Linked DNA regions of Sus scrofa: all the other regions are linked to region 3. A link is a contact called in public Hi-C data. All regions are on one chromosome and are shown on one strand. The core of a region is the stretch at or near the end of the contact, and the rest is flanking DNA. Distances in the headings are between cores, read along the strand shown. Region 1 overlaps TANC1 (protein TANC1). Region 2 overlaps TANC1 (protein TANC1). Region 3 overlaps LOC110256997 (a long non-coding RNA gene).

Evidence for each region. Hi-C and Micro-C count contacts between places; a contact is called where the count stands out from the background.
Region 1: a Hi-C map of embryonic fibroblasts shows a contact between it and region 3, with 2.6 times the contacts expected there. The contact joins two enhancer-like sites. A contact is called at or near these places in 2 of 47 Hi-C or Micro-C datasets (embryonic fibroblasts and liver).
Region 2: a Hi-C map of embryonic fibroblasts shows a contact between it and region 3, with 2.8 times the contacts expected there. The contact joins two enhancer-like sites. A contact is called at or near these places in 3 of 47 Hi-C or Micro-C datasets (embryonic fibroblasts, fetal heart ventricle and liver) and 1 of 2 datasets of contacts at active chromatin or transcription factors (skeletal muscle).

The regions. Positions count from the first base shown.
Region 1 is chr15:66,011,579-66,016,205 of Sscrofa11.1, forward strand. The region is part of intron 2 of TANC1 (protein TANC1); the gene reads left to right. Among named protein-coding and RNA genes, the nearest start is that of TANC1, 94 kb to the left of the region's middle. Within about 2 kb of position 2,358, at least 8 of the 83 cell types and tissues checked have an H3K27ac peak or open chromatin away from gene starts, as enhancers often do. A contact at or near this core is called in embryonic fibroblasts, where this site is marked.
Region 2 is chr15:65,992,014-65,996,796 of Sscrofa11.1, forward strand. All of the region lies in intron 1 of TANC1 (protein TANC1), which reads left to right. Among named protein-coding and RNA genes, the nearest start is that of TANC1, 74 kb to the left of the region's middle. Within about 2 kb of position 3,433, at least 5 of the 83 cell types and tissues checked have an H3K27ac peak or open chromatin away from gene starts, as enhancers often do. A contact at or near this core is called in embryonic fibroblasts, where this site is marked.
Region 3 is chr15:65,854,522-65,859,110 of Sscrofa11.1, forward strand. LOC110256997 (a long non-coding RNA gene) reads left to right here. Exons shown (of 3, transcript XR_002339107.1): 3 at 2,731-4,586. Among named protein-coding and RNA genes, the nearest start is that of DAPL1, 60 kb to the left of the region's middle. Within about 2 kb of position 2,625, at least 12 of the 83 cell types and tissues checked have an H3K27ac peak or open chromatin away from gene starts, as enhancers often do. A contact at or near this core is called in embryonic fibroblasts, where this site is marked.

The DNA.
Region 1 (4,627 bases), core at 1,108-3,607, 160 kb after region 3:
TTAGGAAAACTTATGCACACTTTTAATGGGGTTTTTTTTTTTGTAAATTACCATGTCGATTGAATGTATTAGACACATTTTATTAGCACATACTAATATATAGGCTTTTAAAAAGTTGCTCAGGCTTACATTGGACAGATAGCCTGACTTATTTTATTCCCCTGTTGATGGTTTTATCTTTATTGTTGTCATCATTATAATCAATACTAGAGTAAATCTCCCTACGTGTAACTCCCTGTCCTTTCATAAAAATAGTTGTAAGAAAAATTGTTGGTTGATAAGTTTAGTCATTTATGATTTTCCTAAATTTTGTCAAATTACCCTTCAAAAAGGTGGCATTAAATTTACAGTTTCACCTTCAGTATATGAGAATGCTTGATTATAACCTGAACAGCATAGGTTATAATCAAACTATTTTGTCTTTGCCAATATGATAGGCAAATGTAGTATCTCATTGTTTTAATTATGCAGGTCTTGAGAAGGAATTCAAACACATTTTCATATGTTTATTGACCATTTGAAGCCACACTGCCTGGATTTGTATCCTGGCTCCACAGCTTGCTAGCTCTGTGAACTTGAGAAAATTATTGAACTTTTCTGTGCCTCGTGGGTAACTTATAAGGATTACACGAGTTAATATTTATAAAGTACTTAAATCCATGCTGGCAGATAGTATGTGTTATATAAGTATTTGAAAAAAGTAAAAATTTTAAATTTCTTTCTCTGTTCTGCCTATTCATTTACCTATTTTTCTGTTGGATTCCATAGGTGTTTTAGTATTTTGATAAGTGGTTGACCATTGATCATTTACTATCTGGCGTTCTAAGCAAGTCAAACATGTCGTATTTAATTTTGAATTGTAAAACCTAAAAAGATTCATCTAACTCAGAATTCATGTTTGACAGGATTAAGGGAAGGATTTTGCTTTAAATCTGTAAGTTCAGTGTTGAAAACTGACTGAAAGGTTACAAATCATTATGTTGGGGGGGTCGGCTTTCTTTCCCTGCTTTGCTTGAGAGTTTTGATGCTGCTAATCTGATTAAACCTCTTAGAGCTGCATCTTTAGCTCTGAGATTCTGAAGATTAGAGATTCTGGAGTTTTCCCCTTCTATCCATTAAATTGTTACCATGGTTATTGGGCTCTCTAGACAGTATCTCAGATCCCTTTTGATTTATGGAAGCAGCATCTTAAAGGTGAATAAGCACTCTGTTGGTTTGGCTTCAGGAAACTTAGGTAAGAGTTCCAGTTTGAATGTACCTGTTTGTTCTCTTTGAACAAGTTGTTTCATTTTTTTGAACCTCAGTCTTCCCGCCTATAAAATGAAGGTAATAATCTCTGTGTTACAGAGTAATTTTGAGGGTCAAATGAAATGAAGATTTGTTTTTAAAACTTCAGGTATGATAATGTTGATGATGTGGTGAATTTGCTTTATTGCATTTTACATTTACATAGTATCTGGTTTGGGAAAGTGTCCATTAAGCAAAGAAATAAAATATACAGACATTTAAATTTATATCAGGAGTTTTTTTTGATACGCAAATGCTGTAAGGGAGGTGTGAGATTTTTCTTCCTCAGAAAGAAACCAGGAAGTGAATCCCCCGGGATAAAATATGGCAGTACTAGTAAAAGTTGCTCTCTGAATGTTTACTGTGTAAATGCTTATAAACAGTAGCTCACTAGTAGAGGTTAAAGACTAGCTTAAGTGGCAGAGCCAGGATTTGAATCCAGTTTGTCTCTTATCTCCAAAACCTTAAGCTCAGGGAAGTATAGCAGCCAGTTCGCTTTAGGTTCAAGTCTCAGGTCAAGTTGCTTTACCTGAGTGTTTGCATTTCTGCATCTGTAAAATGCAGATGATAACAGCAGCTCTGAGGATTGTCGGTTGTCTGTCCTGAGGATTCAGTGAGTTAAAGTGCTTAGGACAGTGCTTAGACTGTGGTAAGCATTTTATGGATGCTTGCGCTTATTATAACAAATGGTGATTTCTATACCCTTCTAGCTTCCTTGTTTCTCCCCTCTTGACTGCTTCTTTAGGCTTTAGTAAGTGCTGGCGTCTGAGATATATTTGTCTCCTTCGTTCACTTGTCTGTGCAGCAGACATGGCCTTGGCCATTCCATCTGGGGCAGGAGGAGAGAGCCATGTGGTAGCCTGGCCCTAGCAGAGTGCTGTGGGATAGTTGCTACAAACCATCTGGGAGGGCATGTGTTTGCTGGGAGGGAGGAGGGGGAAGAACATGCAGCCCGAGTGTAGGGATCTGCCACCAGCATCCGGCGATGAGAAGCTATGTGCACTCATAGGGGCAGTATGTGTGAAATTCAGTACTCACTTTGGCTTTATAAGAGCAGCGATTTCTAAACCTGGCCAGTTCATCGAAGGCATTTGTGACTCAGTCTTCCAGCAGACCTATGGAATCACTTGCCAGCAGTGGGGCCCAAGCTTCTTATAATGTTTTTTGAATAGTTTTGAATGGTCAACTGGCTTTGGGAGCCACTGACATGCCATTTCTTCCTGTGTCTGTGCAGGTCCAGCCCCAGCCAGCCATGGCACAGGTGTGAGCATGTGACTTTGAACACTCTTAGGAGAAGGAGCTCCTGCTTTATCTAGTTGACTCTGCTCTTGGCATCCCTATAAAGATGAATTTGACCTGGCCCAGGAATTTCCACATGCCCTGGATGTGGCCATAAAAAAAGATGAATTTAAAATATAGAAGCAGATGAGTGAAAGGATTCCATTACAGAAATAACAAGCGACAGGATTTGATCAAAGTGACTTGTTGGTGTAGTTTATTTGGTTCTTGTGTTTATGCTGATTCCTCATCAACACTTGCTTCTTCTCACACTTGTAAGTTAGTTACACAAAAAGTAGTATCTATTGAATATAATTTTGATGTTTATATGCAGCTTTAAAGAAATTGTTGGAGGGCTATTTTCCCAGAGTGATAGTCAGTGAATGAATGAAGTGAGTAATACACATTCCATTTCATGTTTGAAAAATCATGATTAGAGTGGAATGTTAATATGGTTAGCTGTGGTGAGACAATATTGACATTGTTGCTAAGATATTTTACCAGACATGTCATTGAGGCTGCTGCTTGGAAAACTGAGCAGTATTTTTTTTTTCCCCTCTTTTTTTTTTTTTCCCAATGGTGGTAATGATGGAACAGGAATATAGCAAATAAAATGACTGAGGCAGAGAATAAAAATTAAATGAGAATGAAAAGTCATCTCATTCTTTCCCCTTTCTCCCTGCCTCCCAGTACAAGGCTGAAAAGGATCTTGATAAATAGCCACATGAACGCAATTGATTTAGTCTGCTCCTTTCTAGAATGTGTACTGAATTGGTTGTATTGCATTCTTAATCTGCTTGTGGGGAAGAAACTTTAAATGCTGCCTGGAAACTTTGAGGCATTTCCCCCCCAAATATTTATAGATCCCATTTTCCTTGTAAGGAGCTGAAGGAAGATGAATGGTCCTGCTCTCTTGCCCTCTCCCTTCTCTTGTAATGAGGTCTGTTGGCAGAGGGCTTTGTTGACGGGAGGGCGAGTGTTTGGATCTGAGGAGTTCGTGGGGGGGGGGCGTGTACTGGTTATGGTATTGTTCTAAAAGTCTCTTTCCCTCCACTTATTTTTCCGCCCCCAAAATGTCAGCATGTCCAATGTGCCAAAACATTCCTGATGATTATCATCCAGAGAAACATGGCTTGCTAAGTTATCTGTGGAGGAGAGTCAGGATTTTCTAAGCACCGAACAGCACTCTGGGCTGGGTATGCACCTTGGTCAGGGGATCCACATGGTGTGGTAGCAGGCCTGGGTGATGCCATGGTTGAGAATTCTGACGGTGGGCTCAGACCACCTGGATTCACATCTGGATCTGCCACTTATGGCAACTTACATGGTCTCCCTAAAGCTTTGTTTCCTCATCTGTAATAAGGTGGCAATGGCAGCATCACTTACTTCCATTGGAATAGGACAAATAAATTAGCTAATGGATGGAAAGTGCTTAGCAGGGGGTCTGGTACACCAATAGGGTCTTTTTTTTTTTTTAACTCAAAGAATTTTTTTACATTTATAGTTGTACAATGATCATCACAACTCAATTTTATAGCATTTTCATCCCAAACCCCCAAGTAAAGTCTTAACAACTAGTTCCTCGTTGTTAGGGCAGATACATTTGATCAGTGTACACATGGAGTTAAAACAGAAAACTCATCATAAATCCTGCCATGTCACCTGGGTACTTATTTAATGTGAAGCTCAAGAGTAAGTGGCTCCAGCAGTTAGGGTGAGGCCAGGTGTGTAACTGAGGTGGCGAAGGGCTTTGGAGTTGGATAACCAGCAAATGGTTGCAGCCCTCAGGGGTGCCTCAGGCACAGTTCCAGGGCACCATGCACAGCTGAGATGTGCAGCATGGGTCGTCTTACTCTCATCATTCCTCAATCACACCCCCACCGGGAAAGAAAGTTCTGTATGAAAAGTGGAGTTCTCTGTGTCCTTATAAATAAGGGGCTGTGGTCAGCTTGCTGTCTTTTTAGTGCACTGCTGAGAGGAGGATGAATTGGTTGGAGGTTAGAAGTTAAGAACAGAAAAGTGTAGACAGAAGCTTAAGCAATGTGGCGGGGGTGGGTGGGGG
Region 2 (4,783 bases), core at 2,183-4,682, 140 kb after region 3:
AGCCTTAAGCAGGGGAAAGCAGCCTGTGATCCTAGTCACATTCTGCATGGAGCTGTATGAGAAAGGGTGGGATCACATGCAGGCTGTGGTTCACGGTCAGACCCTAGGTGCTTCTCCCTGGGGTTTTGGCCTCATTGCCACTGTGGTCCAAAGTTGGCTTTCTCCCACCTCTCCTCAGCTGGATTCATAGCAGATCTCCTTTCATTCTCAGGTAAAAGCCACTTTGTCTTTGAGACTTGTATTCTGTGCTCTCCTGGTCACCTCCCTGTCCCCCTTTCTTCCAGATCGTTGATGACTTTGGAGGCAATGGTTCAGAGCCTGAGCTTTGAAGTAACACGTGGGTTCAAGCCCCAGCTTCACCTTTCTTGGGACTGTTGTTAATCTAAGCCTTTGCTTTCTTATTTATAAAAAAAAGAATCAGTAAACTGTCCCATAGATGATTTATTTTTTATTTTTATGACAACGTCGTTGGCATATGGAAGTTCTGAGGCCAGAGACTGAATCTGAGCCACAGCTGTGGTCTGTGCCACAGCCATGGCAGCATCAGATCCTTTAACCCTCTATGCCAGGCCAGGGATTGAACCCAAGCTTTGTAGTGACCCAAGCCACTGTAGTTGGATCATAAATGCTTTTTTTTTTTTAAGGATAAAAATGAGACTACATATGAATGTAACTCTCTTCTGCTTACCTGACACATAGTGATCACTTAAGAAATACTGCTGTTAAGTTGGTGTTGATATCCCAAATCCTGCCTCCATTACTACTGGGAACATCTGAATGGCCCATCCCCAGATCAAGTTCTTTGACTTCTTGGCTTCCAGCTTTCACTTGAGAACATTCCACTTTAGCAAACCATGCTATTGGCCATCGTGAGGGCTTTAACATTGTCTAGAATTGTTTCACTTCCAAAAATTTAAAATTTATTTAAGAAGATTTGACAGCCTCTTTTTCACCTTCCTCATTCACTTAGTCCAGGTGTATTTGCTCTTAGATCTATTTGAAACACCATCCCCATTCTCCTTAGGTGTCCTACCTCTTGGAGCTCCACTCACTTCTTGTCTGGCCTCGAGCCCGTGGCATGCTGCCATGCGACTCTAGTACAACACCCTTATCAGTCTTGTTGGTCCTTGTGCTGCAAACACCCAACCACTAGTCAAGCCTCTTGTCCTCTGGATGGTTCTTTCTTGGGGCTGAGAGGCTGAGGATGGAATTGCACCATCATCATTTGGTGCCCTGTCTTGGCCTGCAGCCTGGAGCAATCTGAACTGTTCAGCTGTCACTTTAATCTTGTGCTGGCCTTTCTCTTTTCTACAAGGCCTATTCTGAACCTTCTCTGCTCCTCTCATGCCTTAGTTTTACTTTATAGAGAAAGCAGAGGCATGGACTTGTAGCTTCTTGCTCATGTTGTTGACATTGTTGTCTTCCTGCTCTTTTGTAATATGCTTTGTGTCCCTCTTTGCTTGACACAGAGTAGATACTTATGAATGTGTGTAGAGTGAAAAACTTGCAATCACTAGCCCAATGCTCATTCCTTAATTGGAAAATCAGGTTATAACCCTGTCTCTCTGCTACTTGCTGGCCTGGGAGAGTGAGGACAAGTGCTTTCAATCTCTAGCCCTGCATTTTAAATGAGGCCATTACATGTATTTAAATTTGTTAGGTTGGCAGTCTGTTTTGAGGTACAGCTATTCCCTTTGAGAATTTTAGATGGATTAAAATCGTTCTTTCCCAGAGTATCTGTTGATATTGAAGTGAGGAAATGTACTATGCTAGTGAAGAAAGGCAGGGTCTACCCAGAAGCTCATAGCCTAGGAGGAAGCAGGTGGATAAGCAATTAAAATAAGACTAGAAAGGCTTCTAAGAGGAAGAGCTTTGGAGGTCAGCTTTGAAGGGGGCTTTTTGCTTTCTCTTCTAATAGATGCTTACCATCACTACCACCCCATCTAGATATTTAATGTCACAGTTATTTTGTCTTCTGGTGGTGTCTTGCCATTAGGTTGGGAGGTGGGTGCTTGGTTGGGGGTTGTCTGGGTGCACTCAGCTTCTGGATGAGCAGGGACTTTCTCCAAGACTGGTGCTCAATCTTGCATGAGAGCCATTGGCCTGGGAGGCATAATGATTATTGCCAGGAGCACTGCCCTTCCTGGTTTGAGGATTTGGCTTTTCTGCTACTGTAGCCCTTCTGTATGCATATTTGAAATACCAAGGTAAAACCTGCCTGCAGTCATTGCTTCTGAAGGCCTGATAACGGAACAGATCCTGTTATGGAGATTTTTTAAAATGAATTTTATTATATTTATAGTTGTACAATGATCATCACAACCCAATTTTATAGCATTTCCATCCCAAATTTGTTACGGAGATTTGTTGTTTCTCCTGATACTTTTGACCATAAATTTGGAAATTAGTACTCAGTACCAGAAGAATTCTTAAATTATTAGTCCAAATCCTTTGAGGGAGAGAATTGCCACTGATTGTGATTTCCCCTCCTTAACAACCCTGCTATTCATTCATTTAAAGAGATTTATTTAGTGTTTGTTGCATATAAGGTACATAGCTAGGTGCCTTGGGGAATTTGTAGAGTTCAGCATTTTTCACTGTGGTTTGAATTGATAACCATATAATCATTACAAAGTGGGATGTGAAATTAAAGATGCCTTTGGCCTGGGAAGGCTTTATGGAGGAGATAGTGTTAAAAGTTGAATTGAACAAATCCCTTCACAATACAGAATAATGGCTCTTGTAGCCAGAAGCAAGTAGCTTCTTCACATTTTCTTCCAAAAGTGAATTTTTTTTCTTCCAAGCAGTTATCAACATGAAAACCTCTCTTTGCAAACTTGTGTGTAGTAGCTTTTTTTTTAAGCGAGTTTAAATACTGGCTTAGGAGAGTCAGTTTTTTTAAGATACTTTTCTCAAAGCAACAGAGTATCTTCTAAAAAATATATTTAAAATATGGGTTGAAAGTGATTTCAATCTAATAGGGAATTTCCACTTAATTTTAGGCATCAGAGTTTAAATGTTTGAGTTTAAACTTCATGCCCAGAACTCTCTTAAAATTCACATTACTTGTGACTGTAAATTTACTATGCTTTTAATAACTCATACTCAAATCTGACATCTTTTTTGTTTAAGGCAAACCTAAATATAAAGAAAAAAACAGAATTACAAGTACAATTTGTATAATGGCTTTGAATACAGAAGACCAAACAGTTGGGTTCTTAGGGGATAAATCACAGCCCAGTGATGTCCTGTTTCCTAGCTCCGCATGTTAAGCAAAACCATGGGCTGCCTCTTTATTTATCACAGCTGCTTTCTGGTTTCTTGGTCAATAATGCCTTCTCCTCTCTTCCAGTTTCCTAGATGAAGCTCTGAATCCTAGGGAAGTTCAGTGATTTGTTCCCAGTGACAAAGCGAGGACCGGTCTCTTGATTCCTAGGCTCTTTTTACTGCAGTGGAAAAAAAAATGTGAGCAAGAGCTCCTGGAATTTCAAGTATTCATCAAGGGTTGTTTTTTCCCCAGCCTCCTGGGATCTTTAAAAGAATGTCAAGATATGGCTCTTGCTTTCAGGAAGCTTCTATAATGCAGTTGTCCGTGAATTTCTAGCAAGAGCCAGTGCCCCCTCGAGCCTCCTCTTTGTTTCCTTTTGTGTTCTCTATTCTGCTTTGTTTTCTTTTCCTTGCTCTCTTGTGTATTATTTATCCTATAGGCAGTTTCAGATACCCTCACCCCTCATCACCACCACCCATTTCCTTTCGTTTGATAAACACTAGAGGTTGCCAGTGCTAAGGAAAGTTCTAAAAGGCATTGGTGCAGAAGACAGGGCTCTTGTGTAATTGAGTCTTACAGTGTACTAGGTTGAGAAACTTTTGAGCCCCTAAAATTGAGAATATTTCTGCTATCTCTCTACTCTGAAAATTTTTTTTTTTATTGTCTTTTGTCTTTTTAGGCCCACACCCTTGGCATATGGAGATTCCCAGGCTAGGGGTCTTATTGTAGCCACATCTGCTGGACTATGCCAGAGGCACAGCAATTCCAGATCCGAGCCACGTCTGTGACCTATACCACAGCTCACGGCAATGCTGAATCCTTAACCCACTAAGCAAGGTCAGGGATCGAACCCGCAACCTCATGGTTCCTAGTCGGATTCATCTCTGCTGTGCCATGACGGGAACTCCAAAACAAAATTAATGATCATGTACACCTTACTTTCCAGTGTTTCACTTGTAGGTATTGCTACTCTGGCTTTATTCATTTTGTCAAAAGAAAGGAGGAATCTTTTTTTTTTTTTTTTTTTTCCACTTTTTAGGGCCATACTCACGGCATATGGAAGTTCCCAGGCTAGGGGTTGAATCAGAGCTGCATCTGCCAGCCTATACCACAGCCACTGCAAGGCCAGATTCGAGCTGCGTCTGCAACCTACACCACAGCTCATGGCAATGCCAGATCCCTAACCTACTGAGCGAGGCCAGGGATTGAACCCTCATTCTCATGGATACTAGTCAGGCTCATTAACTACTGAGCCACATTGGGAACTCCGCTATCTTCCTTTCTTTGCTTTGAGGTCAGATGGATGGTTTGATGTGAGAAGCTCCTTCCCTTGGAGTGGGCACAGTGCATGTGATTAGGTGCCCAGGATAACCAGCTAAAAAGATTTTAATCTCGATTCAGGTGTGGACATGAAAGGATATTATAAATTGCAGCCTTTTTCTCCCTAGTTTCTCATGGATTTAACTGAGTTTTCTTGCAGGTCTTGTAAGTGAGAATATATAGGAATGTTCTTTG
Region 3 (4,589 bases), core at 1,375-3,874:
ATAAATTTCTACTGTATTTGGTTTAATCTTCCCAAATTTTTCTTCTGCAAAAATTAGAGAAAGTTGCTGAGTGATAGAGAACACGGGCTTGCATTTGATCTTTTATTTGAGAATGAGGGTCCAGTTCTTAGTGAAAATGATTGAAACATTTAAACATTGTCCTCTTGATTACTTCTGGCAATGTAAGACCAGTCTTTTGCTGTTTCTCCCAACATTACTCTGTGAATGTCCATTTTCCTTATGCTCTATTTTTGCAGAGTTAATGGTATTCTCCACAATTTCTACATGCCAGCCTTCAATGAACAATTCTAAAGTATAGCATTTTACTGTATGTTGTTCTAGGTTGATTCTGGCAGTTTGCAAATATGTCTGGTTATAGAGAATGACAGAATTAAAGTTATTGAATTTTGTTTATCTTTATAATCACTGTGTTATCACTGATTCTTTCAAATCTACAGTTTGACTCAGGAATATGTGGGTCAGCTATACCCAAATTGAGGCTTAATGATTCCAATTTATCATGAACTTACTCTTGAAAAAAAGCTGGTAGCTTAGTCGGCCTGTGTCATAGGCCAACTGCATAACTGGAAATTCTCCAGATTAACTTCTATAATAAAGAACACAATGTTTATGAGAGGATAAGTAACACAAATGTGTTCATTGCAAATGTGTATGTGTGATTAAAACGAAAAGAAATCAAAGTAGTTGTTTAGAATTTAGACCAAAAAAAAATTTTAGAATTATGTTATCATTCTCAGTGTTTAAAATTGCCAGCTGGGGAGTTCCCGTCATGGCACAGCAGAAACAAATCCTACTAGGAACCATGAGGTTGTGGGTTCCACCATGGCCTCGCTCAGTGGGTTAAGGATCCGGCATTGCCGTGAGCTGTGGTTTATGTCGCAGACACAGCTCGGATCTGGCATTGTTGTGGCTGTGGTATATAGCCTGGCAGCTGTAGCTCCAATTAGACCCCTAGTCTGGGAACCTCCATAGGCCACAGGTGCAGCCCTAAAAAGCAAAATAAAATAAAATAAAATAAAATAAAATAAAATAGCCAGCTAATGGTGATAATAAAAAGCAGGCCATTTTGAAGTTGGTTGTATTGTTTTAAAATTCTCTTTAAATGGTGTATCTTTTATGTGTACCAAGGAAAGATTGTTCCCACTGCCCTTCCACCTCCTAAGGTCACCCAGAGTTGGAGACTGGGGGATAAGAGAGGCTTGAGTAAGGCTGTGATGTACTCATGTAGCAGGATTTCCTCTTAAACAGACCACCAGGGAAGGAGACCCTATACCTGGCTGGAGAATATTCTGGTTAATCTAAGATTTTGTGTTAATTCAGAACCCCTTGCTTGTGATTGGGTTGAAATGATAGCTCAAGAGCTGTCGTGAGGCTTTCAAAGACATCAGTGTACTCCAAACATTGTCTATAGCTAAGACTTGTAAATTATTAATAAATCACACACATTTATGTATATATGTATCTATGTGAACATATAGGTACATATAACTATACATTGGAAACAGGATGATGCATACACACAAACACACACATATACACACACGTATGCATGCATATCTTATCTGCATGTATATCTATACTCTTGACATTAATAAAAATATATCCACATAAAGAGGTACTTAATTCATAGTAGCTTTTTGTCTTTACGTATTTTTCTTAGTCAGAAAATACTGAAAGTACAAATACTATCAATTCATGTTCATGACTTACATTTATGTTTCAAAGGAATCCTCTTAACAGACCTCATTCTATTTCTTTGTCATCAAATTGCCGTATCATCAGAATTTTCTATGAACCACTAGAGGGTAGTATAAACCAGCAAAAAAATCCAACCATCCAGCTGGCTGCAAAATAATCCTGAGACTACCTAAGCAATGAAGGGCAGCCATTTCCTTAGAATAACCGATTAAGGCCAGGCAATTCGGATCCCATCTTTTCAGAGTTCAAAATGAAAATACTTGTATTAACTCCTATAAGAAATATGTATATTCTAACCAGTAGAACAAACTTAGACATTAAGTGCTCAAAGTCTAGGATCAGAGTGACAGGGTTTAAATCTGACCTCCACCCTTGATAGCAGTGTCACCTTGGGCAAGTTTTTTACCACTTTATTTCCTTATCTGCAAAGTGATAATAATAGCACAGAACAGTGCTGCCTAGCACACGGTGGGCATGCTCCATAATGTTAGCTTTTATCAGAGGTTAAGCTCTCAGGCTCTGGATTTACACTGCCTGGATTCAAATACTAGATCTACCAAGCTAAATAAATAACTCCGTAACTTTGGGCAAATTATTTTTCTCAACCTCGGTGTCCTCATCTATAAAATGGGGCTAATAATAATACCAACTCCAAGATAGGCACATCGACACTTGATACCGTGCCTGGCACAGAGTAAAATGTAATATATGCTGATTGTTAGTATGATTTTTAATATTCTTTTTATAATTCTAATGATATTATTATTAGACATGTGATGAAAAATTTAGCACTGATGTTTGTACATATTTGAGAAATAGCAACATGGAGTACATTTCCTGATGCTTGTTGAAGCGAGGCAGGCTCCTGACCACAGACGACTCACCACTGTTTTAAACTTTCGCCTCTACCAGAAAACTAAATGGAAGGTTGTGCAATGAGGTGGAGAATTTGAACTTTGTCAACAATGTGCCCAATGCATGCCTCTTTAAAACTTGCTTTCTTTTTGGAAGGAGCTGCTTTCTTTGGATCATCCAAAAACTTTGAGTTTCTGCTCTGAGACTGCACACAAGGTATCAGCCCTCGTGTATTTCTGGAGAGACTTTAACAGATCAAAGGGAGCGTCTGCTTTCTCCCCAAGCACATGTCTGCCGGGAGCCCTGCTTGTTGTGGAGCAAAGATGGCTCAGCTCTGGCAGCCCAGTTTATATCCTTCTGACTCTGTGGAGAAACTTGCCTTTTTAAAAAAAAAAATCAAACTTCAGAAGGATCCAAAAACATCATCAGTCATTGTAAAAAGGGTTTTATTATATCTGCCAGAAGAGTTTGATGGTGTTGGACTGTTGATTAGTATGTCGTCTCCTTTAGTAATCCAAAAAAAAGTTGTTAATATTGGCAACAAAAACGAATTGGTTTCACGAGCTTACCAGCAGTTTTGGAGGATTTATAGTTTGTCAGAATGAACCAAGAAGGCAAACTGCTTTGGCTGGGCTGCAATCCCCAAGTTGCCAGCCAATCTGATCAATTTGGGACAGTGAATTGACTTCCCTGTCAGTTTTGCTCAATCTCAGCTCTGAACTTCCTGTTTCACTGGACACCATCGCAGCTCAAATCAACCCTGTTGTGGACAGAACTCCAGTGGTGACATCTTGGAAAGATGGAGAAAATGGCAGGATTGACTACTCTAAGCCCTGGATCACTTCCAGAAGACAACTTCTGCATGCAAGCCAACGACTCTATTTTCACCAAGTTAAAAGTTCAAAAGACTTGCCCGGAAAGTCAGAACTTCTGTAGCTGGACAACTGGTGTTCCAGTGTGATCATGTCTGGCCTTTCAATGTAAAAACTGAAGCACTTTGTAAAACCTGAAAACAGTTTAAGACATTAAAAAGATAGATGCCTCCCCCACCAAAAAAGGAATTTTCATGCACTGTAGAAACCATTCAGAGGCAAAACATCACATCCTAATGAATATAATAGGGTCTTGCATCCCCCTCTTATTTGAACACAACTCTCATTGACTTAAAAGTGACATTTCCAAACGGGCTGCAAGAATGATTTGTCCCCTAGACAAAGCAGACTGCATTTGTTCTGGTAGAATGGCTTCTCTTCTTTGTCTCCGGATAATTTGATACAGCATTCATTCATTCGAGTGTGACTCTCATTTGAAAATTTTCTCAATGAGACCATTTAAAAAATATTTTTTAATCTGGAGCTTTCATGACTTCCTCTAAGGCTTCTTTCAGCCTTTAGCCTTGTCCCTGTTAACTTAATAGAACTGGCAAACATTGACATTTTGAAATAAAATTTTTCACAGTAAATTTCAATGCAAAACTGATCATTTCCCCTTAAAACTTTGTTTGGGCTATGCATGTGCAGATTGCGCCTAGTTTTAGGACTAATGATTTTCTGAGTACTGCAAGATGTTTTTTCCCCCAGATAAAATAGGTTATCAGCCTTCAAACATGGAAGAGGTCAATTAAATGACATCTAGTGTCTTTCACACGCCTGAGGCTATTTTAAGAGGAGAAGCAAATCTCTGTGCATTTAAAAACAGTGCCATGGAAACAGTGCCAAGAGCTGCAGGTAACATTATTTCTCTCCTGGGAAAAGTGCACCACTGGGGGCCGGTCTCCTTTCTACCCACCTTCTCCAGTCTTCTGCACTTCCTGGCCCTTTAGGTCAGAATTCCCATAAATTTCAGAGAACTGCCGTTTTCTCACAGCAGAGGTGAGATGGGGAAGAGGAGACCCCAAATCACATCTTCATTAACTCAAACAAAGCAGCCTTGCAGGGTTTACAGTTTAAGCCTATGAATCTTCTCCGTGATGGTTCCCATGTCTCTCAGAATAAACAATGTGGAAAGAAAAATAT